Linked DNA regions of Sus scrofa: regions 1, 3 and 4 are each linked to region 2. A link is a contact called in public HiChIP or PLAC-seq and promoter capture Hi-C data. All regions are on one chromosome and are shown on one strand. Each heading gives the region's core, a stretch centred on a gene start, on an enhancer-like site or on the middle of the called end of the contact. The rest is flanking DNA. Distances are from core to core; before and after follow the strand shown.

Region 1 (6,072 bases), core at 2,274-4,773, 600 kb after region 2:
ATTTGTAAAGTAAATATCCATTTTGTAATGTAGAAGCTCATGAGCTAGAACCCAGACTACTACTTCTGCTACTGGTCTACCAGCTTCCCTGCTCCCCTCAGTCCCTTCTCCCAGGTAGCCATAATGATCATATTATGCCCATCATCTTCTTCAATCCCTTCAGTGGATTCCACAGCACATTGAAAAGGTCCAGCCTCTGGAGTATGATCTACAGGTCCTTGTGAGACCTGGCCTCTACCTTTCCATATTTATTTCATGCTGTTCTTTTCTTGTTCTCATTTATCTAGCCATGTTGTCCCCCTTTTCTTCTTTCTCAATTTAGATAAAGAACATTTCACTTGCTCTTACTTCTATTTGGTATATATTTCCTAGGCTTCTCTCATTTCAGCTCTCACCTGCTCAAGGAGACCTTTCCTGGCCACCTTGGCTAAATCAGCCCTTTGCCATCTGCATTACTTGCCTATTCTCTTCATGACAAGGATGAATCTGGAACTACTTATTTTCTGACTCCTTCCAGTGGGATGAAAACTCCACTAGGGAGGGGATTTTGCCTGCATGTTCGCCCCACTAACAACTCTTCAAACAGTACCTGTCACAGAGTAGGAGCTCAAAAGATATAACAAATAAATGAATAAATACAAATTAAATCCTTTGAGAATAGAAGTCTTCCACATTACCAGAATCATCCGGGAATGACAAGTCATAGAATAATAGAATTTAATGCTTTGTGTATGTCAGAGAAAGAGGGTGGAACATTGTCAAGATATCATGATGTACCAGTCTTCGCCTCCTCAAACACAATCAACAAGTCCCATTGCGGCGAATAAGTTTACTTATGAAAAGCTTTTCCTGACACTCTTTAAAATATTCTTTAAAATATTAAAACTCTTAAGAAAGAAATAAACCACACAAAAGAAAGAAATCACAGTTAAATAGTGAATAAATATGAAATTTCTTGAGAGATTAAAGGACAAATCACAAAGTTTAAAAGACCTGGTTTTAATAGAAAACTAGAGCAGTGAGGTTTGTAAGCAGCTTCCGATGTCACAGAGCAAAAGAAAATTGAGCAGAGTGAGTTTTCCTTGAATGAAATGTATACAATTAATCATTTGCTTTGTTATCTACTGTGCATAATATATATCGATAAAAAAATTTGCCCAGCACTTTACGGTTTAGAAATACCTCTGTTTACATAGTTATCTCATTTGATAAGACAATTGAGGGATAGGATAACACAATAGAAAACCCACATAATCTTGTGTCAAGAAAGTAGGTCTACTGGTAAGAAGGTGTAACCTAAGCAAGCCACTTTCCCTTTCAATTTCCTTTTTGATAAAATGAAGGTGTTAGTCTATATTGTCTTAAATCCCACTCAACTCATCTATTGAGGCTATTTATATTTAAGTCATGATAAATTAGGCTTCTTTTAGGTCTAGATCGAAGATATCAAGTTCCTATTAGGTCTTCACTTAATGTTCCCCAAATCAAATTATTTGAATGATCATTATCTTGGGTGCCCAGGTAAGCAGAGAAGGCGTAGGTCCATCTTTGGATAATCTCCTCTCTTTTTTCATTAGTCTCTCCTTTTTAATGCCATCTGACTGGTCCATCTCCCTGGCTCTACCTTCCTTGGCCTGTTATTTTGCACTATAGTCCCTTCCACATCACCACCAAATATGGCTGTTGACTTCACAAATAAATTCATTTGTTCTATGTTGTACTTCAAAGAAAAGTTGTCCAGTAGCAAATCTAATACATGTTTCCCCCTATCTTCACAGGAGAAAATCAAAGATTTTTTTTTCCTGTCATTTAAATGCATTTTCTGGAGATCATGTTTCCCAACATCTTTTTATATTTCTCTGCCATCTTCTTGCTCTGCAGGCACAGATAGGGATTGGGGCACAGGTGAGGGTAGTGAGGGATGTTATGTATGTGATGGGGGCATTGCTCTTTACCGCTTTCCCTTCTATATTCTTGGATGCCTTTGCATCTTTCTGGAACCCATTTATTTTTCATCTTCCTCACCTAACCATTAGATGACTCAGCTTCTTATATGTAAAGTACAACTCACTGTATCTTATAATCAGGTCCTTTCTGCTTTAAAAATGAAAGCTGTTTAGTAGGAGTTCCCATTGTGGCACAGCAGAAATGTATCTGACCAGGAACCATGAGGTTCTGGGTTCACTCCCTGGCCTTGCTCAGTGGGTTAAGGATTTGGTGTTACTGTGAGCTGTGGTGTGGTTGTAGACACAACTCAGATCTGGTATTGTTGTGGCTGTGGCGTGGGCCAGCAGCTATAGCTCCGATTAGATCCCAAGCCTGGGAACCTCCATGTGCCTGAGTGCACCCCTAAAAAGCAAAACAAAAACAGAAACAAAAAAGAAAGCTGTTGAGTTCTGACATAGCAATTAATTTTCTCCTCCCCCCACTCATAGCCTTTCTACATGGAGAAGATCCCTCTATAACTCTGATGTGAGTATTTGAGCTACAACTACAGGTTGTGAAACACCTGCATGATTCTTTGAAATATTCAATCCATCATATTGTGTACAAAAGATACTAGGTGTTCAGAAGCACCTGTGGGGTTGGAAATTTTTATTTTCACTGTGAGCCCTGGTAACATGAAAAACAAAATACATATTTTTTCTTCTCTCTCTGTCTCACTCTTTCTCAATATTTTGAAATACTAGTTTGAATACCTAGAATTGCATAAGATATAATAAGATTTAAACCCACTTGAAAATAAGAATAGGTGTCTATATTTGTTTATTAACTCCCTCCTCTTGTCTTCAAGCTGCTGTTTGGAAGCTTTTGCAGGAGGCATGCATGTACAAAAGAGATTGTCAGTGCTTGACTGAATCTTTTTCTTAGTAAGAGTTTTAGAAGAGTATTCCACAGTCAGGCTGATTACATATGTAGCTAATCTATTTTCTCTAAACTAGTTGTCTATGTTGCCAGGCATATAACTGTCTATCATCTAGCTATTCCCTGTGTGAATGTGACAACCATGAAAGCAAATTCTGTAAACCCTTTCCTGGAAACAAAGATCCTACCCCCTCCCTTTTGGAAACAGTGAAGATCACATTTTGGATCATGTATGGTATAATATTTCCAACGCAAAATAGGAAGTGCATTGAGAGTCAGTCTCAAAGTAAGCCCATGACCTCTGGCTGGCCCCTTGCCTTCCAGGAGGCAAGTTTCTTTGACATTGTTTTTACAGGCAAATGAATAAACCCCATTTTTTGTAGCATCATAAATTTCTATTTTCCTTTTCAGGGAATTCAAAACCTCAGACATTCATGGAGACATCAAGCAAGTTTTTATTTTCTGCATGTCTACTTTGCAGAAGGATTTTTCTGCCTGCTCACTTTGCATTATTGCGTCAGTGCTTTCTTCCTTATCTCTTCCAGAGGCTGGAGAGGCAGAAGTAGGCTGAGAGGAGATGGCATTGCAGAACTGCCCTCTGATTGGCTGGACCATCGTGGCTGGGCTATAAAAGAGACCCCTACAGGCTTGGGAGGGAGAAGCTCAGAGGATTCTGACAGTAGCTTTCCGGGAGAAAAGGCAAAGTGCGCTCAAAACAGAAGCCACAGCTCCTCCTGCTGCATTTCTTTCCTAACGTGAATCCCACACTTCACAAGATGTGCAAAGGACTCGCAGGTCTGCCGGCTTCTTGCTTGAGGAGGTAAGATGATTTTCACGCACTAAACCGTGTTAAACTTTCAGATAGACTTTTTTAGTTATGTGCGTATCCTATTTACTAACCTGGTTGTTTAGAGTTAGAAACAGTGTGGTCAGGAAAGCCTGAGCCTCCTAGCTTTCCTCCAAGACTAGCTAGAAATTGTGACTTGGAAAGTGTTCTCCCCCAAATTTGGAACTCATGTGTTGCTGTGTATGACCTTGGTTTGGAGGACTGTTCAGTTCCTCTGGCCAAGCTTGTTCAAATTGAGAAGTGATATAAGGTTTTTGGGCTTTATACAGCAGTCTGCAATACCTCTACCTGTGATTACTGTTATTTGAATGTCACTGAGCTACTTAGAATCATGGTTCTGGGCTTTCTGATGGTATACTAGATTTCATTTTGAGAAGGACACCCCAGAATGAAGTTTGACTACATCACCAGAAAAGCACTATGCTGTCTGTGTGATGCTGCAGTATCTTTTGCCTCATGTTCTTAAAAGCAAATGCTACAATAAAATAAGTTTCAAAAGTATATGTCTATTCTCTTTCTGCCTCTGCCTCTAGTTCTTGAAATGTCATATGTGAGTGGTGGTTGAGAAGTATTGATCACAACAAATCAGTGAAGGGCTCTGTAAAAAAATCTCATCTTTAAGACATTGTTTTGTCAATGTTTCATCTCTTCATTTAAAAAAAGAAAAAGATATGCAACTATTTATGTCATTTTTTTATAAAAAGGTATACACAAATGCTTTCAGAGAATGCTCATATGTTTTCTAGTTAAAAAAATACAAAGCTAGTGCATATTACGTTACTTAATCTTACAGTTAAAAGTTAAAAAGTCAATTTGTAGATGTACCATCCCCTGTCTTGTTCCTCTGCAAATAGAAATCACCTTAAATTTCAATTTAGAATTATTTTGGAAAGCACAGTCTTTTGTGCAGTCCTAAGCAATTTACTTCCTGTTATGCAGGAATAGGAAAAATACTCTCTTTTTTCTTTTTCATTCTGCCACGGCTGCTTTACAATGAAGCAGGAGTGTCTGGCAGAGAGTACCTATGAAAACAGAGGTTCTGACCTTCACCATTAATTTCCTGAACTGAATGGAACAAATTACTCCAAGCTTCAGTTGCCTCATATATAAAATTAATCATATAAAATACAGGAGTGTCAGGAGAAAGTTTTGTTCTGGTAAATATTTCAGGAGACAGATGAGTAATTGCTCTAGAGCTTTACCCTCAAGGAGCTCAGAGGCTAACCTGGCAAGGTACACTCAGTGTCGGCAGGTAAACTGCTCTTCCCTTTCCTTGCTGGTGAACTGTGAATCATCTTGTCCAACACCTTCATTCTGACACTGGTGCCTGAGGCTCCAGAGAGAATGTGAGCAGCTCAAGGTCACATAGGTGGTGGGTGGCAGAGAGTGGTAAAATCTAGGTTTCTTACTTCAGAGGTCACTGGAGTCATGTTGGTTTTTATTTCTAGGGTTGTATTGTGTTATAAGGACAAGTGTAGTATACTTGCTAAGCATACGTTCAAGTCTTCATGAAATGACTCTGCATTGCTCAGTATCTGTCGGATTTCAGTTGGACCTGGCACATGAAAACATGAAATGATTTCTGTCTTAACCTAGTCACAATATACTTATGCCATAGTCTTAGAATCTCCTTAGTCTTCATGATTAGATCTTGTTATCATGAAAGAAGATTTTGTATCCCTTGACCAGACAGAAAAGCAGAAGAGGGAAAAAGAGTCCTGTGAGGGAGATAAGATGCTATTGTACTATTTTAGGGGCAGTCCAAGAACATTATGGATTTCAAACTTTCTGGAGAAATGAGGGTAGATAAGCCTCTAACGTATCAGTAGCCATTCTTAAATGTCTTTTTATCCTTGTGGCTTCATTTTCCTTCCTTTAAGTAGGAACGCCTGCTCATTTATTTCTTTCAAAATGACATTTCTCTTTTGTAACTATGTCTTGGCTTTTACAAGAGATAAAAGGAATAAATAATAAAGAATGAAAAAGTTGAGCTAAAAGCTTATTAAAAGCTCCTTCTTTTTGAGTAGGTCACATGGCCTGCCATACCCTAGCTACCTATTAAATAGTGGCTATAAACTGAAGTGCTGCTTTAATTAAACAGTCACGAGCTTCAATGATGACCCTTGCTTTTTTTTTGAGCCTTATTGTTTTTAATCCTCACATATTCTTTATGCTGTAAATATCCTTCTAGTGCAGATATTCAAAAGGAGAGCAGCAGCAGGAGAGTCTTTAGAAGCAAACCTGCAGGAGCTCAGATTTCAGCCTGAGCATTTGTGTTCAATGGAAAAGGTTCCCTCCTTTCCCACTCCTCTCTGCTGAAGCTGCACATCTCCTTGTATATCCCATAACCTGAATTGCTT
Region 2 (5,382 bases), core at 562-3,061:
CAGAATCTGAGCCACATCTTCGACCTACACCACAGAACATGGCAAGCCAGATCTTTAACCCACTGAGCGAGGCCAGGGATCGAACTCGCAACCTCACGGTTCCTAGTCTGATTCATTCCTGCCATGCCACAAAGGGAATGCTAAAATCTTCATATATTTCTTTCTCAGGGAGTAGAAGTGTGGAAGAGTAAGAATCAGTATATTTCTAGAAAGCAATTGTCTTAAACTCTTTTCTTAAAGGTCACAAAGATACATTCAGTTACATTATGGTGGGCACACTTCTAGGTCTCTTTAAATGGGATGTTGGCAACATTAATGGGAGGAATTTTGTTCCCAGTTATCATACATGATTTGAGAGAAATGTTCTTTATGTTACCAAGGATCCAAACAACAAAAGGTTTTCCAGATGATGATAAGTATATCAAAGTATCCAGAACCTAGAACAGTGCCTGACACAGCATAAGAACTCACATAAAATAATTAAAATTTATTTAGTATTTACTCTGTTCTACATTCTTTTCTTATATTCATTGGTTTAATCCTCATAACAACCCAAAGGGACCATTTTTATTACTATCTGTGTTTTACAGATAAGAAAACTGATGCCTAAGAGTTAACTTACCAAAGATACCAAGCAATAAAGAAGCTGCAGTTCTGTCTTAAGATCCCATGCTTATAACCACTATACTATAAATTTTTCAAACAAATAGATGACATTCTGAGATCATGTAAGATAGAGTATTCAACCTTCCGAATGTGTATCTACAATCATTACTTAGCCAGTGTAAATTTTTCTGTTAACTTAGTGCAGTGCATGATTTTGAAATTGCTGAAAAAAATTAAAAGGCCCTTGCGCTAAAGAAGAAAGAAGACAGGCACCTAAAATGCCTGAAATTCTTTTTAGGTATTTTGTTAAATCTAGATGTTTTTGGTATTTCAACATATTGGACATATTGCAAAAACTGTGCCAAGTGCTATGTAACTTTTAACATAAACACAGCTTTTAAAGGTACAGGGCCGAGCACATAATCTGCATGCGCACTTCCACACAAGGTAATATGTATACAGGCAATTATAAACAGTGGCACTGCAATGGCCTTGGAGGTCAAGCAGTCCAACCACCATTTTCGTATCAAATGCTGATGCCCAAGGAGGTTAAGTTCACAGTCCTGCAAAGCTTACACCTGGCTTCAGTCTCACAGACTCGGTTTTCATTTCATCAGGTTACCTAATACATTTGCTTGCATTTCCTCTGTTGTTTATTTTGTGCCTCACGTGCTTAAGACCTGAAACACCATAAAACAGAAAGACGATGGGGCCCCGCCTATCTGGCCAAGTCAATAGCTAGCCCAAGGTCAGAGGGCAGGCCCGGTCCACCCTCCGGGTTCTGCGCTGGGATGTCCGCCGCCCCTCTTTCGCAACTTTCGGTGTGGGCGATCGGAAATCCGCCACCCGATGACACAGCTCTCCACCCCACTTCGCGGTCCGTTTCTGGAAAGGTGGGACGTCCTGAGCCGCGGTGCCAAGAGGCCGAGGGACGTCACCTCGCGGTACCACACCGTGACGTCAGGGCTCTTAGGACCCGCTCACGATACCTAAGTGGGGCTCCGGCGTCGCCCCTCCCAGCCGACGCAAAAGACACCCCTCCGGGACCAGGAGGGAGCTCGCGGGGTAGGGAGGGGAGGGCGGGAACGGGGCGGCCTGCAGACTGGACCCCTGAGCTATCCCTATTGGACCGGAGAATGAGTGACGCGAGAGGTCCCGCCTCTCCTCGCCCCGCCCCGGCGCCCCTCTCGGCGCGGGCCTAGTGCTTGCGTTCTGGGCGCTGACGTGTCGGGGCGGGTGACTTCGGCTCCTCCCCGTGCGGGCAGCCACTCGTCGCGGCGACAGAGGGGCGGGGTGGCCGGGGCCGGCGCTCCCCCTGGCCCCTGCTCCCGGCCCGCCCCGCCGCCCCGGCCCCCCGGATGAGGGTATATATTCGGAGCGGGCGCGGGAGGCCGATGAGTGGCCGCGCCGAAGGAGCCAGAGCCGGGCGGAGCAGCGGTCGGTCGCGCCGAGGGAGGTGAGGGGCTCCCAGCCCAGTGGCTATCTCTTTCTCCCCGCCACCCTGGAGGAGACGGCTGGACCGGGTCGGGTGGGGGCTTGGTGCAGCCACGCACACGCTTCCACGGCCACGCGCACAGACGTGGACACGCGGCGCGCCTACGTGCTCTGAGCCAACAGCCTGGCACACGCCAAGGAGCCCGCCTGCCCACCCACACCACTCCCCGCATGCCCATCTGCGTTTCTCAACCTTGGCAATCCGCTGGGAGTGCTGGGATGCGGGCGCCCGGATGGCCTGGGGGCTTTGGGGAGGGGGTTTGGGGCAGTGTCTGGATTAGGGGTTTGCCAAGCGGTTGGGAGTGGGGCCTCACCTGGACTGGGATAGGGGCCTTGAGGCTCTCATGCTAGGGCCTTGTGGACAGTTATGCCCAGCTTGGGGGTGGGGTGCCACAGTGGGGACCGGTCGTTGGAACTGTCCGGTGGAAGCGAGTTGGGGTGTCTTGAATACATGAGGAAAATAATCCGAAAGCGTTTGCAGTAAGGATTGGTGATAACCTGTGGGGGACGTGAGAGTGGGACAAAACCTGTTTGCCACTTTTGTTTTGATTTGGTAAGGGGAGAGGGTTGAAATATCTGGTTTTCCCTTGCCGTGACCAAGCAGAAGAATGGGCTTGAAGGGTTGAGAGCAACATGTTCTGAACATATGGCTTCCTGAGGATTTTATTAAGTTTGGCCTGACGCTATGCTATATTTATTTGTACATGGAGTATGAAATCTGAAATCAAGTAATAATGATTATGATAATAGTTATATATGATTATGTAGTGCCTTTCCTTTAAGTCCTTTCAGGTGAAATGCACTAGGTGTGGGCTGTGTTCGCAGGAAACTGGAGGTAGTTTATATTCTTTCACTATTACTGAGTTGGCTTATTTAGCTGGGGCTGAAAAAGACTTCATTGTAAATGCTCCTCCCCAAGACTACTTTTCAAAAGCTCTAAGAGGTTTACATATCAGTTGTGGGGGGAGGAACATAATATTTCAACAGAGATGAGGGTAGGAGACCAGAAAAGGAGGGGGGAAATACTGAATTTCTTTTATACTGGAATTTAAATTCTAATAACAGTATATTTGATAATGGGGGACTATTAACAAATATGCCATTGATTTTTTATGCAGATGCATTAGGCTATGGGCATATAGCAAGTTCTGTCATAATTTCTAGATCTTCAGCTTTTTCAGACGTTGGTTGTTAAAAATCCTAGCCTAATTCTCCGATTCACTATTCTTATCATTATACACATGCACACATTTCTTGTCAGAATTAATGGGGAAAATGGTACTATTTTCACGGCATGGAAGTGATTACATCTGTTTCATCCTGTAAAGTTTCCTCTCCTACTTGTCCTGTACGTTTCCTTCCTTTCTCCATTTCTACTGGCTTATGAATTGTTTGCAAAGTGACATCAATGTGTCTATATTTCTGAATAAAAATATAAATTATGTGTTTCTTTCTCTTGCCACTCCTCTCTTTTACACATGCACACACATACACATACACAGAGAGAGAGAGAGAGAGAGAGAGAGAGAGAGAGAGAGAGAGAGAGAAGAGAGAGAAAGTAGTCTTTCTCCTGAGAGGCAGTGTAGCATGATGGTTAAGAGCAATTACTTAAGAGTCAGGTTGTCAGAGTCTGAATCCTAGCTCTGTCTCTTAACTGGTTTTGGACCTTGGGCAGATTATCTCTGTGGCTCAGTTTCTTCCTCTATAAAGTAATCTCAATAACGGTACTTTAGATTTGTTTTGAGGATTAAATGAACAGCTATCTATAAAGCAATTAGAATTGTGTTGCCATATATATGTTAGTGTTCATTGTTATTGCCCCCTCAGGGGACCCACAGATGTAGGTTCTCTTAACCTGAGTGTGTAAATGGTGTTTGATGTTTAATAGTCCTGATGAGGTAGATAGTATAATTAATCTCACTTTACAGGTGAGGAAATGGAGGCACAGGAAACTCCATAAATTTGTTCAGAACTACCTCATGTGTATCTTTCACTATTCTTACAGAAGGTAGTTGGCTGTTTCTTTGGTACCTACTTTTCTTCTGTCCTTTGTCTCTAAGCTAAGCAGGTATAATGCAGTGTTGATTCTTTATAGTGTGCTTCAAATTTATCCCTTTGATTCTTCTTTCCTCTGCAACAAATCCGGTTTAGACCTTGGGTTTTTCATACCTGAAATTGTCTTTTAACTTATTTTCCTGCTTCCAGTTGTCCCTTTTTGCAGTCTGTTTTGTGCCATTGCTCCTTTCTCTCATCTCTCCAAAGCATGGTGGCACTGCCCTGTTTGATAATCCTTGTTGGTCTAAATTCCTTTGCTGAGTTTTCAAGGATCTTTTTGGCCTAGCTCTACCCTACCTCGTTTCCCACCATTCTTTTACTGCTCTCCACCCTACACAGAATTACTTCTCATGGCCACCAGGCTATGCTCATTTCCTAATCTTATCTGTATAATCTGCTCAACTCTTGAGGCACAGCTAGACCATACTTCCTTTGTGAACTCTTTCTGGGGAACTCCTGTCTTCCTTTGCATTTATCTATATTAAATGAGTGGATTAAATATCTCCTTTTCTCTTATTTTTTATTGCTATGCTATTTGCTATATTATCATGGACTGCTCTTTAAAAGCATTTTATCCATTGATTGTTAATCTGTGTATTGCTTGTCCTGTTGGGTTCAATTCTTAGTAAGGACAACGGACGTATGTTATTGCTTGTTTGGAGAAGTCGTTATTGAAATAAATGCATTTTTTATGATTATGGATGATCCTGTCTTGATAGTGTTGTATTCCGAATTCTGTATTTCTGTTCTTAGAGATTAAAGGAGAAGGGTTGAAGTATTAAGCAGTTGGGTGTTCTGGCAGTAGTAGCTTAGTGTTCAGAGGAGTAGTACAGAAGCAACTCAGTATGGTAGTTGGAGTGTGAGCTCTGGAATCAGACTGCCTGTATTCACATCCAGCTTCACCAGTTGGCCAGGTTGCTTTGCCTCACCGTGCCTCAGTTGCCTCAACAGTAAAGTGATGATAATGATAGTACTTATGTCATAGAGTTGTTGAAAAGTAAATGAGACACCATAGGTAAAGTAACTGAACTGGTCCAGTGCCTGGTATATAATGCTAATTAGCATTGTCTTACAAGTTTGATCTTGATCCCTTTCTGTCAGGCTCTCTGCCTTTCTCTCTCTCTCTCTCTTTTTTTTTTTTTTTTTTTTGGTGGTGCCTGTGGCATGTGGAAGTTCCTGGGCCAGGGATCAGACCTGTGCCACAGAAGCAGCCCAAGCCACAGCAAT
Region 3 (5,667 bases), core at 2,996-5,495, 800 kb after region 2:
TTCCTATGAAGATACAAGCTCTGTCAAGTCAATTATTAGATTGAGTTTTACCACATTTGATTGTTCACACTTATATTTCCAGTATGTAGTCAGTATCTGGCTCAAAATAAGATACCAAAGTAAGAATCAGGCAAAGAAAATCAAGACAGTCCATGCAGGATCACTAAGAATAAGAAAAAGTGTAAAGCAGCCTCAGGAAGGGGAAGTGGGTGTGATGGGAGATGACAGTAGAAGCATAAACAGTGGCAAGATCAGGGAGGTCCTGGTATGCAGGCTACGGAATTGGACTGTATCTTGGAGGTGACAGGGAGAGAGGGATATAGAAATTTAAGGGGATTGATGAAATGATCAGATTTACATTTAATACTGATCATCCTGGCAGCTACTCAGAAGAAAAACTGTGGGATAGAGGTAAGGATGGTAAGGCTGGAGGCAGCAGTGAGATAGATCAGTAGCAGAAGTGAAAGGAAGGGACAAATTAGAATTTGAATGGCTCATGAGCCCGCCCAAAAGGATCTATCTAGTAGGCAAAGAAATAAAAATCTGAATCTCAAGGAAGAAGTCAGGGATAGCAGTAGTTTTAGGATCTTTGAGCAAGCAGATTAAAACAACGAGTGGATGGTGCTCTGAAGGGAAAGATTCACACAACAAAAAAACCAACCAAAAAACCCAAGGTTGAAACCTATACTATTTTAAAAGCAGGCAGAGAAAGAGTCCCCTAAGAAGCATGAGTTAGGCAGAAGAAACAGGAGGAAACAAAGGAAGTTAGGTCAGTAAGAGTCTGATTAATGGTGTTAAATGCAGCGGAGAAGTCTAGAAAGAGGTGCTGATCAATAGCACAGGTGAAGGAGGCACTTTTTATCTTCTGAGATGAGACAGATAAATGTGGTGGTAAGGGAAATGGGTAGCCAGGAAGGTAAGGTCTATGTTGCATGATGGCTTGCATTTTCTCAATTAACTGGGAAGAAGGTTGTTGGAGATATCCGCGGCCCCTAGGAAATCTCTATATTTAAACGAGAGGGCACTTGATGGCAAGCAAGGACAGTGTAGGACCCAGTTCTCATATTTCATCTATTACTGCCACACTAGACCAAGGGAATAAAACTTTCATCCTTACAAACCCACTAAAACTAAGCAGAAACAACAATTTGGAAATCCTGTCACTTAAAAAAAGAGATTTTTTTTAAAAAGTTTAACTAACAGCATTAGCTCTCATAGGAACACCACCTGAATTAAAGACAAAATCCTAGTTTCAGGATGCCATGCTCTCACTGAGAATCTCATCTTGTCAGTGAAAGGTCTGCTCAGTCCTTACAGGTCTGTCATCCAGGATCTAAAGTGCAATCTAGAAAAGGAACATGGAATAAAAATTAGAAAAGGAATTAGCATAAATAAGCAGACCCATGTGAATGTGTATCAAGTGCTTAAAAAGAGAAGTTGAAGCTGAGGAAGGAGGTAGTTATGAGAAATCACTGAAGGTTTTAAGACAGGGAACTGACAAATGATAAAGGATTGTCAAGAACTGCGGTGAGCTGAAGCTGTTGAGCAAGAGTAATAATACAATGTCAATTTGTGTTGTTTTCTCTGGGGCATCCAGCTGGGGATTTATGGGACAGATTGAGGGTTAAGGTTTTGACAGGCATCTGGGTCAGAGGCAACGGACATAGGGAGTTTGGATGTTGATAAACCATGCAGGTTAGGCTGGGAAAGGATGGAAGGAGGGTTGACAGAGAAAATGAAATATAAGCACAGATATAGAGCATATAAGGGCATACAGATACAAATGGGAAAAGATGCTACAGCCATAAACAGTGGAATCTAATTTTCTGCTGTAGTTAATGTCTTTATGGATGATGACAAAACTCTAGAAAGTCTAGGCTGAGATTTCTGGATTTTTGATGTTCTGCCCTCCACTTCACAATGACCAGTAACAGACAACTGAATTTTGAAAAATCAGATCTACTCTTGTAACTGAGACAGTCTGTGTAAATACCATTAGTTTTTTTCCTAATTTTAATTCTAATATAACTATCAACTTGCCATATCTATAGTAAAATTATCCCCCAAATAAGCAATTATTTTATTGTAGATACCATCATCCTGCTCTTCTTTTACCTCACTTTTCTCTCTCCACATGGTCTATTCCATTCTTGGTTTATATACAGGTCCCTCTTTTCTTGTCTGGACTCCTAACAATGGTTCAGACATTTGTTGGGTAATTATCATTTGAAAGATATATTACTAGGACAATGTATAAATCATAATAGTCAAAACAACAGGGAATATTTATCAAGTGTTTACAATTCTGCTGGACATTTTACATGAATGAATCCATTTAATCTTCATGACACTCTATAAGCCAGATATTATCACTATTTTAAGGATGCAGAAACCATTTTAGTTAGGTTAAACAACTTACCTGAGTCCATACAGATAGTAAGCAGTGTGATGAGATATTTAAACCTAGTTCTTTCTGACTTAAGAGCTGAGCTCTCAGCCACTATGCTATCTATTGCCCTTTTCCCTGCCTCTGAAAAGATGTGGCCTGTGGAGTATGTGCATGCACAAATAATCAGTTTGATTTGGTAAGTGCCAATGAGAAAGGCTTTTTTCTCTCCTTTCTTCACTGACTCTCACTATTTAAAAAAAATCTATTTCCTAGCTCACTTTTATAGAAAGGAAAAACCCCTAAACTACTGAATATGCAATGTATTTTTTTTCAAATTGGTATGCATTTCCATATTAACAGGTATAGCCTTCACCCTCCAAATCAAAGTACCAGAATTTGCATCTACTTCCAATGCAATCTTTCCAGCATTATTTTTCACTTGAGGCAATTCAGACTTCCCATCCAATACATCACTGTCTCTAGATATTACCATAGCCTGTGGTCAGACACAAGTCTTATTATGGCCTCTACTGTCCCAAGCCATAAGAAAACCAAATGGCTTTTCCCTCTGACAACTAGGCCAGTAGTTGCTGCAAGACCCTTATTTGTGATCATGTATGAACTCCCTCTCATTCGAGCATTATTATCTGAAGAATCCAACTCAGAGACATCCAAGTTTGGCTAATAGTTCAGTGTTGGGAAACACCAGGAGTCCCTGGCTCCTGTGGAGGGATGAATGAAGGGAGGGAGAAGCACCAGGAGATTTGGGTTCTACCCTAGACAGTGTCACTTACCGTACAAGTGGAAACGAATCACTTCTAAGCCTGTGAAAGTGAACTAACCTAACCAAGTGCACTGCTAGGTTGCTCTCATCTCTTGAAGTTGTACCTACAAACACAATCAAATGATCTGTGTTCAAATCCTGATTATGCTACTTATGAACTACTGCGTACAGCTTTGGGCCAAGTGCATAATCTCCTTGATTTAATCACTCATTTGATGACAGTATCTACTAACCACTTTTCCTTATTAATTTTTTTTTTTCCTCACCCGCACATGCGTAAGATCCCCGGCCAGGGATCAAACCTGTGCCGCAACAGTGACAACGCCAGATCCTTAACCAGCTGAACCACCAGGGAGCACCCCTTTCCCTTTTTTTTTTTTCCCCTCTCATTTTTTTTAGGGCCGCACCTGCGGCATATGTAAATTCTCAGGGGTCTAATCGGAACTGCTGCAGGCCAACCACAGCAACGCCAGATCCGCCAGATCCTAGCCGCATCTGCGACCTACACACTACAGCGCGAGTAAATGCCAGATACTTTAAGACACTGCGTGAGGCCAGGGCTCGAACCCGCATCCTCATGTATACTAGCGGGTTTTTAACCAGCTGAGCCGCAACGGGAACTCCTCCTTTTCCCTTTCTAATGAAGCCTAAATTAGATAATACCTATAAGCATCCAACACAAAACCTGGAGCCTCATAATTAATGATCAAAAAATATCGATATCATTATTACTCTGAGACTCTATGACTTACCCTGCTCCATTGAAAGCCCCACGTCCTCTTTCCCTTGTCACCTTAAGCTTAGCACACGTCTCCAGAAATCCTCCATTCGCTCTTGCTCTTCGCCTGGAACCCCGACAGTTTTCAAAAGTTTCGGGGACTCCATAGCAACCTCGGACTCCTCCAAACCACTGCGCTCCCACTGCTTACGAACTCGAGGTCCGACTAGGCACCAACTCCGCGAAAAATAGTTCCGGGTGGAACCCGGCGTCCTCTCGCAGTTCCAGCCCCAGCCGCCTTGAGTCTATTGAGCCCAACCGGCACCCGGCGCGGCTAGAGAGCAGGAAGTGGGCGGGGCGGAACGGGGAGGGACTTACAGGAAGAGGCGGCATGTTTGAAAAGTAACAACGGTTGATGTTTGCAGATTTTTGGCTTCGCTTGTAACTGCTCCACGGACTCGCCGTCTTCCTGTGGGCGGCTGGTGCGGCAGGTGAGCGCTAACAGACACGCGCGGGAGGAGAAAGGGAGACTAAGTGCGCCCTCTCGCTCTGGAGCCACCGGCCGGAGTCAGAACGCGGGGCCTGGCAGTGTTTTCGTTGGGCGCGGCGCGGGCGGGGGAGGCTAGAGAAGACAGGTCATTTTTTTGGATTTTAGTCCCCCAAACTAGCTCATTTCCTACCAAACGGATGGGTGTTGTCTGATACAGCATAAACTACGGAGAAGAAACTTGAACTGAAGCTGGTCAGTTGAAGCTTGCATTTATATGTTTTAAACCCATTTCTTTAAAAGGTGATGGGGTTGCAGATGTTGGTCAACTTTCTGCAAACCTCCGTTGCTCAAACGTCGCTTAACCAAAGTCAAAATCAGGAATCAAAAGGCAAAAATATACTTCATCCGAAAGTTAGAGGAAGAGAGCAGTGTACATATGCCATGCATGTATAGCATGATTATTCTTCCTGAATGAGTTCAGGAAACTTTACCTTATTGAGGTTAGGAGTCATTGTTTTTGTTTATTCTCTGCTTCCTGGGATTTTGATTTCCACGATCTAATTTATTTTAGCAAAACAATGTGTTTGAAATTTAACTGGTATTCATTCAAAACCTACTGTGCACAGGACTTCGGTGTTGCAAATAAATGAGAAACTGAGGGGTAACGAATGTAAAATGCCTGTTACTTGGCAGGCGGCCTGAGGATCACTTTACATTTATTAGGTCATTTATATATCTTTATCTAACCAAAGTGCCTCTCTCCTCCATTTTCCCCCTCTCTTCTCCTGTGTTTTTTTTTTTTTTTTTCCTCCCTCCCCCAAGAATGGATTGGAACTTCCCTTGATTCAACCTGTCAAAAGAAGCTAGAAATTGGATATGAAAGGTGGTTCCAAGAGGAAACATTGGAAGTTTGGGAAACGTCCTGGAGGAGACTAACTTGGAACAGAAAATTCATTAGGTTATTAAATTGTGGAAGGTTTTAGAAACCAAGCAGAAACATGTGAATTTGATGTGGCGAATAGGGCGAGTAATTATTTTTGTAAAGATGTTACATGATGCAGTGGTATTCTATATGGATTAATCTGAGAGGGTGTGAAGATTTTAGAAGAGAGGGATGTGCAATAATAATTTTGAAGATATTTTACACCTCTTTAATGTGATCATCTCTGATCCAGATATAGTATGTTTTGGAAAATTAACTTTCTGCCGCCTTTCTTTGGGCAAGGCTTTTTATCATTGATTTTTAAATCTCTCACCTAGATGAAAATGTAGATACGCATATTTAT
Region 4 (6,169 bases), core at 9-2,508, 810 kb before region 2:
GAAATACCATGTAACAGTTAAAAAACAGTTAAAACTTGAAAATAATGCTGAATGAGAAAAGAGACTTGGAGAACACTAGTATGGTATGTTTATGTAAATTAAAATACCCCCAAACAACACTAACTATGTATATGTATACACACATATTTAAACATGATAAAAATAGAAATAGATTTGAATGATTACCACAAAATTCATAATGGAATTTGTCTATGTGGAGGAAGGGAAATGAAGCAGAGGAAAAAGCAGAGCTCAACTTAATCTGCAATGTTTAATTTTCTTCCTTCCTTCCTCCCTCCCTCCCTTCCTCTCTTTTTTTGCTTTTTAGGGCCCTACGGTGGCATATGGAAGTTCCCAGGCTAGGGGTCAAATCCTACAGCTGCCAGCCCACGACCTACATACACCACAGCTCACAGCAACACCGGATCCTTAATCCACTGAGTAAGGCCAGGGATCGAACCCGGATACTAATCCTAGCTGAGCCACAATGAGAACTCCCTGCAATGTTTGATTTCTTATGAAAAGTCTGAAAGTGGAAAATGTTAATATTTGTTAATTCTTGGTAATAAGTACACAAATGTTTTGTAATTACCTGCACTTCTTGAATAAAATATAATAGTTGCAAAAATTTAAAAAAAAAGGGGGGGGAGCTCTGCCATGGCTCAGCAGAAACGAATCTGACTAGCATCCAGGAGGAGGAAGAGGTTTGATCCCTGGCTCTGCTCAGTGGGTTAAGGATCCTACAATTCGGTGAGCTGCCGTGTAGGTCGCAGATCCCTCTGGGATCTGCGTTGCTGTGGCTGTGGTGTAGGCCAGCAGCTGCAGCTCGGATTCGACCCCTAGCCTGGGAACTTCCATATGCGGCGATGCGGCACTTAAAAAACAAACAAACAAACAAACAAAAAAAGAAAATTTGCTTAAGTTCAGTTATGATAATTTACTTAAAAAAAAAAAGACTAAGGTGTCTGGTGCATATAAAATAGAAGACTCTTGCTAGTTTTATTTTAGTTTTTATGCCAATATTTGAATTTGCAGTTGAGTGAGAATAAAAACTTATAAATTGCACCCGAAATGAAAACCGGTTAGTTAGTTTGTGATAGAAGGAAACACCTTTAATGTCAGGGCATTTCGATAATTCCTTTTTTCCGGAGTTGGGTCCCAGGGATATTTCGTATGCTGCGGATGGTGTAATCAGTAGTAATCAACCAGCCACAAGTAGTTTGGAGGATTCTGGGAAACATTTGTTTTGTTTAGTAACCGAGGGAAAGATTCCACTTGGTCTTAGAGGGATACGTGTTCTTAAGGTAGAGTATATTAAATAGTCAACAGCTGAAATTCTTTAAAATACATTCCATTAAATAGCGTTCTTGAAACTGTCTCATCAGACTCAGTTCAAATTTTCAGTAGAAGTTTCTGATGTATGTGGGATTTTTCTAAACAAAACCGGTTCTTAAGTTTTAGTAATAAAAAGATTGGGAACTTACATTATTGTAGATGTTAGGGTAGTCTGGCTTGGACTGTCACTACCAAGTACGATGCTTTAGAGATGCATATTTAAGGAGATAAGTTTGATCCTAGGGAGTTTATCTTTCATATTTGCTTTGCTTGAATTTGTTTTTTAAAAGTAAGCTTTTTAAAAATCCTAATTCATAGTATTTTTGCTTGTCTCCGATACTGTGCCCGTAGAGAGGCAGCTCTAACGAATGTGGAAAAAGTTGTGTGTTTTTCTTCCCCAAACTTGTGTATAAAGATAATTTTTAAATTGATACCGAGTTATTCGTTAAAAAATTAAACCAAATTTACTTGCTTAGTCTCTAGTTTTGTTCTGATATAGCCACGCTGTGGTCTTAAGGCTATTCAGGGGATAAGCCAAGGCGTTCAGAGTGGGTTTTTCCATCTTTTAATATGATCAGTATATTTTATTTAACCGAAATAGTTTACTTTTTTTTCTATATATTTTTTTTCCTTCAAACGGCGGGACAGAAAATGCCGACAAATTCAAAAGAGAAATATTTGCCCAGAGATTTGGTTAAAATTAGCTTGGTCTCTGACGTCCCCTGTGCCGAAGTAGTTTGTCTTCATTCGGCCACCGTCTCGACAGCGTTTCGGAGTATTTTGTCCGCCTGCTGCCGCCGTCCCAGATATTAGTCACCGAGTTCCAGCGCAGGGGAACGTGTGTTTCGGGGGAGCAGGCTGGCGTTGCCGGCACCATGGAGTCACCTTTTAGTCCGGGACTCCCTCACCGGTCGGATGAAGATTGGGGTGAGTGGGATTTGAGACTGTATCAAGGTGGCTCCGGGTTTCTTCCTCCCTGCTTCCGCGCACTTGTGGTGACAGGTGTGGACAAACCCCGCCGGGGGAGCGAGGGCCATTCGTCGCTTCCGTCTGTGGTCCTGGTAGAGTCTAGCAGAATCTGTCGGTTTCTGCCCTGGCGACAGCGAGCGTAAAATGTTGCCCGATTGGAATTGCTATCGTTTTCCACTGTTTCCTCTGGGAAAGTACCAGGTGATGATATTATGGGGCGAAAACGACGTCATTAGGAACCTTAGGGCAGGATGGCTGTGATCACTCAAAACGCTACAAGCTATTTTCTGTGTGTGGGATGTGTGGGTAGTGCTTGCCGTGGAGTGTTTATACGTGTATGTTTTTGGTTTGAGGGAGAGAATGTGAATCTTCATCTCGAAGCTTCTGCTGTTGATTCAGGCTGATGTCTATGTTGGCAGGGGAGCAAAATACACCACCACATGACCTTAGGTCCCTGATTACCTAGACCTAACGCTTGTAAAGGATACGTATACAATTCCGACCGCTTTCCTGGTACATCTCTGAATTTTCTCGTTTTGTCTGGCTTCGTTGTCAGGAAGAGTTTGGGATGGTATGCAGTGGAAATGAGAGTGGAGAAGCTTTATCATCTAAATGTTTACAAGAAACTTTTATTCCTCTCTTGTTTGCAAGACATAGTACTATATTGTTCTTGGGCTTCGGTGTGAATTTGGGATCGTATACGTCCCTGAATGGGTCCTGTAGTGAATCTGCAGGATTTACCAGCTTTAAAATCCTAGGGGGAACAGAGACTGATCTTCATCATTGCACCAGGGACCATCATTCTCAGTACCAAGAGTGTAATCTCAATTCTATTTGTTGAACTGAAGTCCTCTTTTGATTTTCCAAGGGCAGCCCCACCCCCAGCCCCGGCTGCGCCCGTGGCATGTGGATGTTCCTGGGCTAGGGATGGAACCCACACCAGAGGAGTCACCTGCGCTGTTGTAGTGACAACACCGGATCCTTAACCTACCGCGCCACAGCCAGAGAACTCCAGAACTTCTTTTAAAGTATGTACCGTTAGAAGAGTTCCCATTGTGACCTAGTGGGTTAAGAACCCGATGATGTCTCTATGGGGGTGTGGGTTCGATCCTAGGCCTTGCTCAGAAGGTTAAGGATACAGCGTTGTTGCAAGCTGCGATGTAGGTCTCAGATTCCGCTGGAATCTGGTGTGGCTGTGGAGTGGTGTAGGCCAGCAGCTGCAACTCCTAATCGACCCCTAGCCTGGGGAATGTTCATGAGCCACAGGTGTCAGTAAAAAGAAAAAAAAATACGTATGTACTGTTAGAGATTTATTTCAATCTTTGGATAGATTTTCTATGAGTTGTTGGAAAAATTTTAAACTATCTATCCCAAGTATATTTTCTCAAGCCAAATATAGTAGTAGTTATAGGAACAATTACCATTTATTTAGCACTTTATTTGTGTCAGGTGCCCTGCCAAGCTCTTACAAGCATTATCTTATTTAATCCTCCTAGCATTCCAGTGAGGTATTGTTATTTTATAGATGAGGAAACTGAGGCTGAGAGAGAATGAATAGTCAGGTTTATAGCTAGTGAGTGTCAAAAGCAGGATCAGAACCAGATTTGTCTACCTGCACTTAGTCACTATTTTATATTGCTTTCCTAAATTACTTCTACAAGATTCTTACCAAGATTCCCCATGGTTATTAACAAATCTACTTCAGTATATTAGGTAATTATCTGTTTTCTCAGCTTGTCAACTGTTATATTTTCATGATGTTTTTTAAACGATGTTTTTTAAACTATAATTGTAAGATACTTCCTGATGGTGTTCTGATAGTTGTTAGAGTGAAAAATTAAAGAGGCAGGAGGCTGGAGGGCCGAGACTTCAAGCCAGTTTTATTGACCAGCAAGACTGGCCAGGAGCACTGAGAGAGAATGCAGGCTTTACTTGGTTTAGGGAGCAGTTAGTTATATAGGAAAAGGGGTAGTTTGTATTTTTAGCACATGTTTGTTCTGTGCTAAATCAGTGTTCAAGGGTTAGGGGAAGGCAGTCTCCTTAGGAATGTAGGTAGTGGTTTAGGGTAGGGGTAGAGGGAAGTTGTAAAGAAAGATTGCATGACAAATGACTGTTTAATTGGTCCCCAAGGCAGTTCGTTGGGGGAGGGATCACCCTTCTAGATTGTTAAGTCTGATTAGAGTTTTGGTGATACCTAGCAAGTCTTGTCCGATTCCCCACCTAAGAATACTCAAGCTGCATTTTCCTAACTAAGCTGATCAGTTGACTCCCAGTCTTGTTCTTTAACCGAGCATTTGGTTCTTTGTAGTCAGTTCACTGACTCAAGTCAGGTATCTTGCCCTGCTTCTCCCTGAATATGGCCATTTCCCATGGTTTTTCAAGTTTCTTTTTCCAGACTCTTAGCAGTCTTCTCTTAGTTGAACATTTTAATTCTGATTCTTCTGGTGTTAGTAAGTAGGCTAGATTTTGCAGGCCCTGGAGTGAAATGTTAATGTCTGCTAGCATTTCTCAGTAGAATATGGATTCTTTTTCTGGGAGTTGCCATTTTGGGTGTTCAGGTACTTCACTGATTTGATGATTTTTTTCATATATTAGAAGCTAGCCAGTTAAAAATTTAAAATCAGATTATATAATTAGTATTTGTGATTCTTAACAACTTTGAATAGTTAAAAATGATTTACTCAGAATAGTTTATGATGGGATGTGCTTTTTCCCTTTTATGTAGGGTAATGAAATTTAGAATGGGCCAGTAAACATTTTCTGTAAAGGTCTAGATAGTAAATATTTTAGGCTTTGTGATGGTGTGGTTTCTGTTATAAGTACTCAGCTCTACTAGTTCTAATACAAAAGTATCATGGAGAGTGTAAACGGAGCATGACTGTGTTCTAAAACAACTTATTTATGGATGGTGAAATTCTATTTCATGTAATTATTTTTAATACTTAATAGAGTTTGCTTTCAGTACAGTTTTAGATTTATAGAATAACTGAATGGCCAGTACAGAGTTCCATTTACCCTCCCCTCCTTTCCCCTATTGTTAACATCTTGAATTAGTGTAGTACATTTGTTACAATTGATGAGCCAGTATTGATACATTAACTAAGTCCACAGTTGACATTAACTGTTCACTGTTCTTCATTCTGTGGAAATGTATAGTGTCGTGTATCTACCATTACAGTATCATATGGAGTAGTTTCACTACCCTAAAAGATCCCCTATGTTTCACCTCTTTGTCTCTCCCTCCCTCCTCCTGAGCCCCCAGAAATGACAGGTCTTCTCACTGTCTCATTTTAATGGCCTGATAGTTCTCTCCTTCCCTTCCTCCTTCCGTTTCTTTTTCTTACATTTGTGCAAAAGCCACTTTGTATGCGTGTGTGCCACATGTAAGACATTATGTACCAAGATCAGACACTTCTATCTGCCGCTGCGGTTTCTTTGGTAACCTCAGTATCTTCTGTGAAGTTCTTTCTGCCTTCTTGCATTGACCAAAAACCAGTTCCCCTGATGACTCTGTTTTCCCTAAAGTCCTAAAGAATGGTAGCTATTTTCATTCTCAAAAATTTTTTTTTAAAATTAAAAAAATTTTTTTTAACCATTAGGGCCTCTGAAGAGGGGTTAGATGTCTTCCTTGTTCTTCATTGCTACTTTTAGATCATTCTCCTTTCATCCTTCCTTAAAACATCCAGATTTAGATCTCACATTGTCTCTCTCACAAGCTATCCTCTGCCTCTCCCTCTGTAGTTGTCTGCTGATTCCTGGTTTGCTTCTGCCTCACTTATTGAAAAAAATTTTATAGTTCTCTCTTTGATAAAATTTTATAGTTCTCTCTTTGATAAACCACAACCTTGGGTAAATCCAGTTCTGC

Evidence for each region. Promoter capture Hi-C pulls out the DNA fragments that hold promoters and counts their contacts. HiChIP or PLAC-seq counts read pairs in DNA pulled down with a chosen protein or histone mark.
Region 1: a contact with region 2 is called in a promoter capture Hi-C map of liver, with 2.7 times the contacts expected there. The contact joins the promoter of RGS4 here to the promoter of UAP1 in region 2. A contact is called at or near these places in 1 of 5 promoter capture datasets (liver) and 1 of 2 datasets of contacts at active chromatin or transcription factors (alveolar macrophages).
Region 3: a contact with region 2 is called in an H3K27ac HiChIP or PLAC-seq map of alveolar macrophages. The contact joins the promoter of NUF2 here to the promoter of UAP1 in region 2. A contact is called at or near these places in 1 of 5 promoter capture datasets (fetal skeletal muscle) and 2 of 2 datasets of contacts at active chromatin or transcription factors (alveolar macrophages and skeletal muscle).
Region 4: a contact with region 2 is called in a promoter capture Hi-C map of liver, with 5 times the contacts expected there. The contact joins the promoter of ATF6 here to the promoter of UAP1 in region 2. A contact is called at or near these places in 1 of 5 promoter capture datasets (liver) and 1 of 2 datasets of contacts at active chromatin or transcription factors (alveolar macrophages).

The regions. Positions count from the first base shown.
Region 1 is chr4:87,387,915-87,393,986 of Sscrofa11.1, reverse strand. It overlaps RGS4 (regulator of G protein signaling 4), which reads left to right and starts at 3,523. Exons shown (of 5, transcript NM_001185184.1): 1 at 3,523-3,685. The coding sequence starts at 3,642.
Region 2 is chr4:87,990,461-87,995,842 of Sscrofa11.1, reverse strand. It overlaps UAP1 (UDP-N-acetylhexosamine pyrophosphorylase), which reads left to right and starts at 1,811. Exons shown (of 10, transcript XM_001928643.6): 1 at 1,811-2,062.
Region 3 is chr4:87,192,771-87,198,437 of Sscrofa11.1, reverse strand. NUF2 (kinetochore protein Nuf2) reads left to right here and starts at 4,245. Exons shown (of 14, transcript XM_005655379.3): 1 at 4,245-4,382. LOC100518120 (a long non-coding RNA gene) reads right to left here and starts at 4,132. Exons shown (of 2, transcript XR_001303421.2): 1 at 3,926-4,132.
Region 4 is chr4:88,801,245-88,807,413 of Sscrofa11.1, reverse strand. ATF6 (cyclic AMP-dependent transcription factor ATF-6 alpha) reads left to right here and starts at 1,258. Exons shown (of 17, transcript XM_021089515.1): 1 at 1,258-1,304. LOC110260306 (a long non-coding RNA gene) reads right to left here and starts at 1,224. Exons shown (of 2, transcript XR_002343375.1): 1 at 1,111-1,224.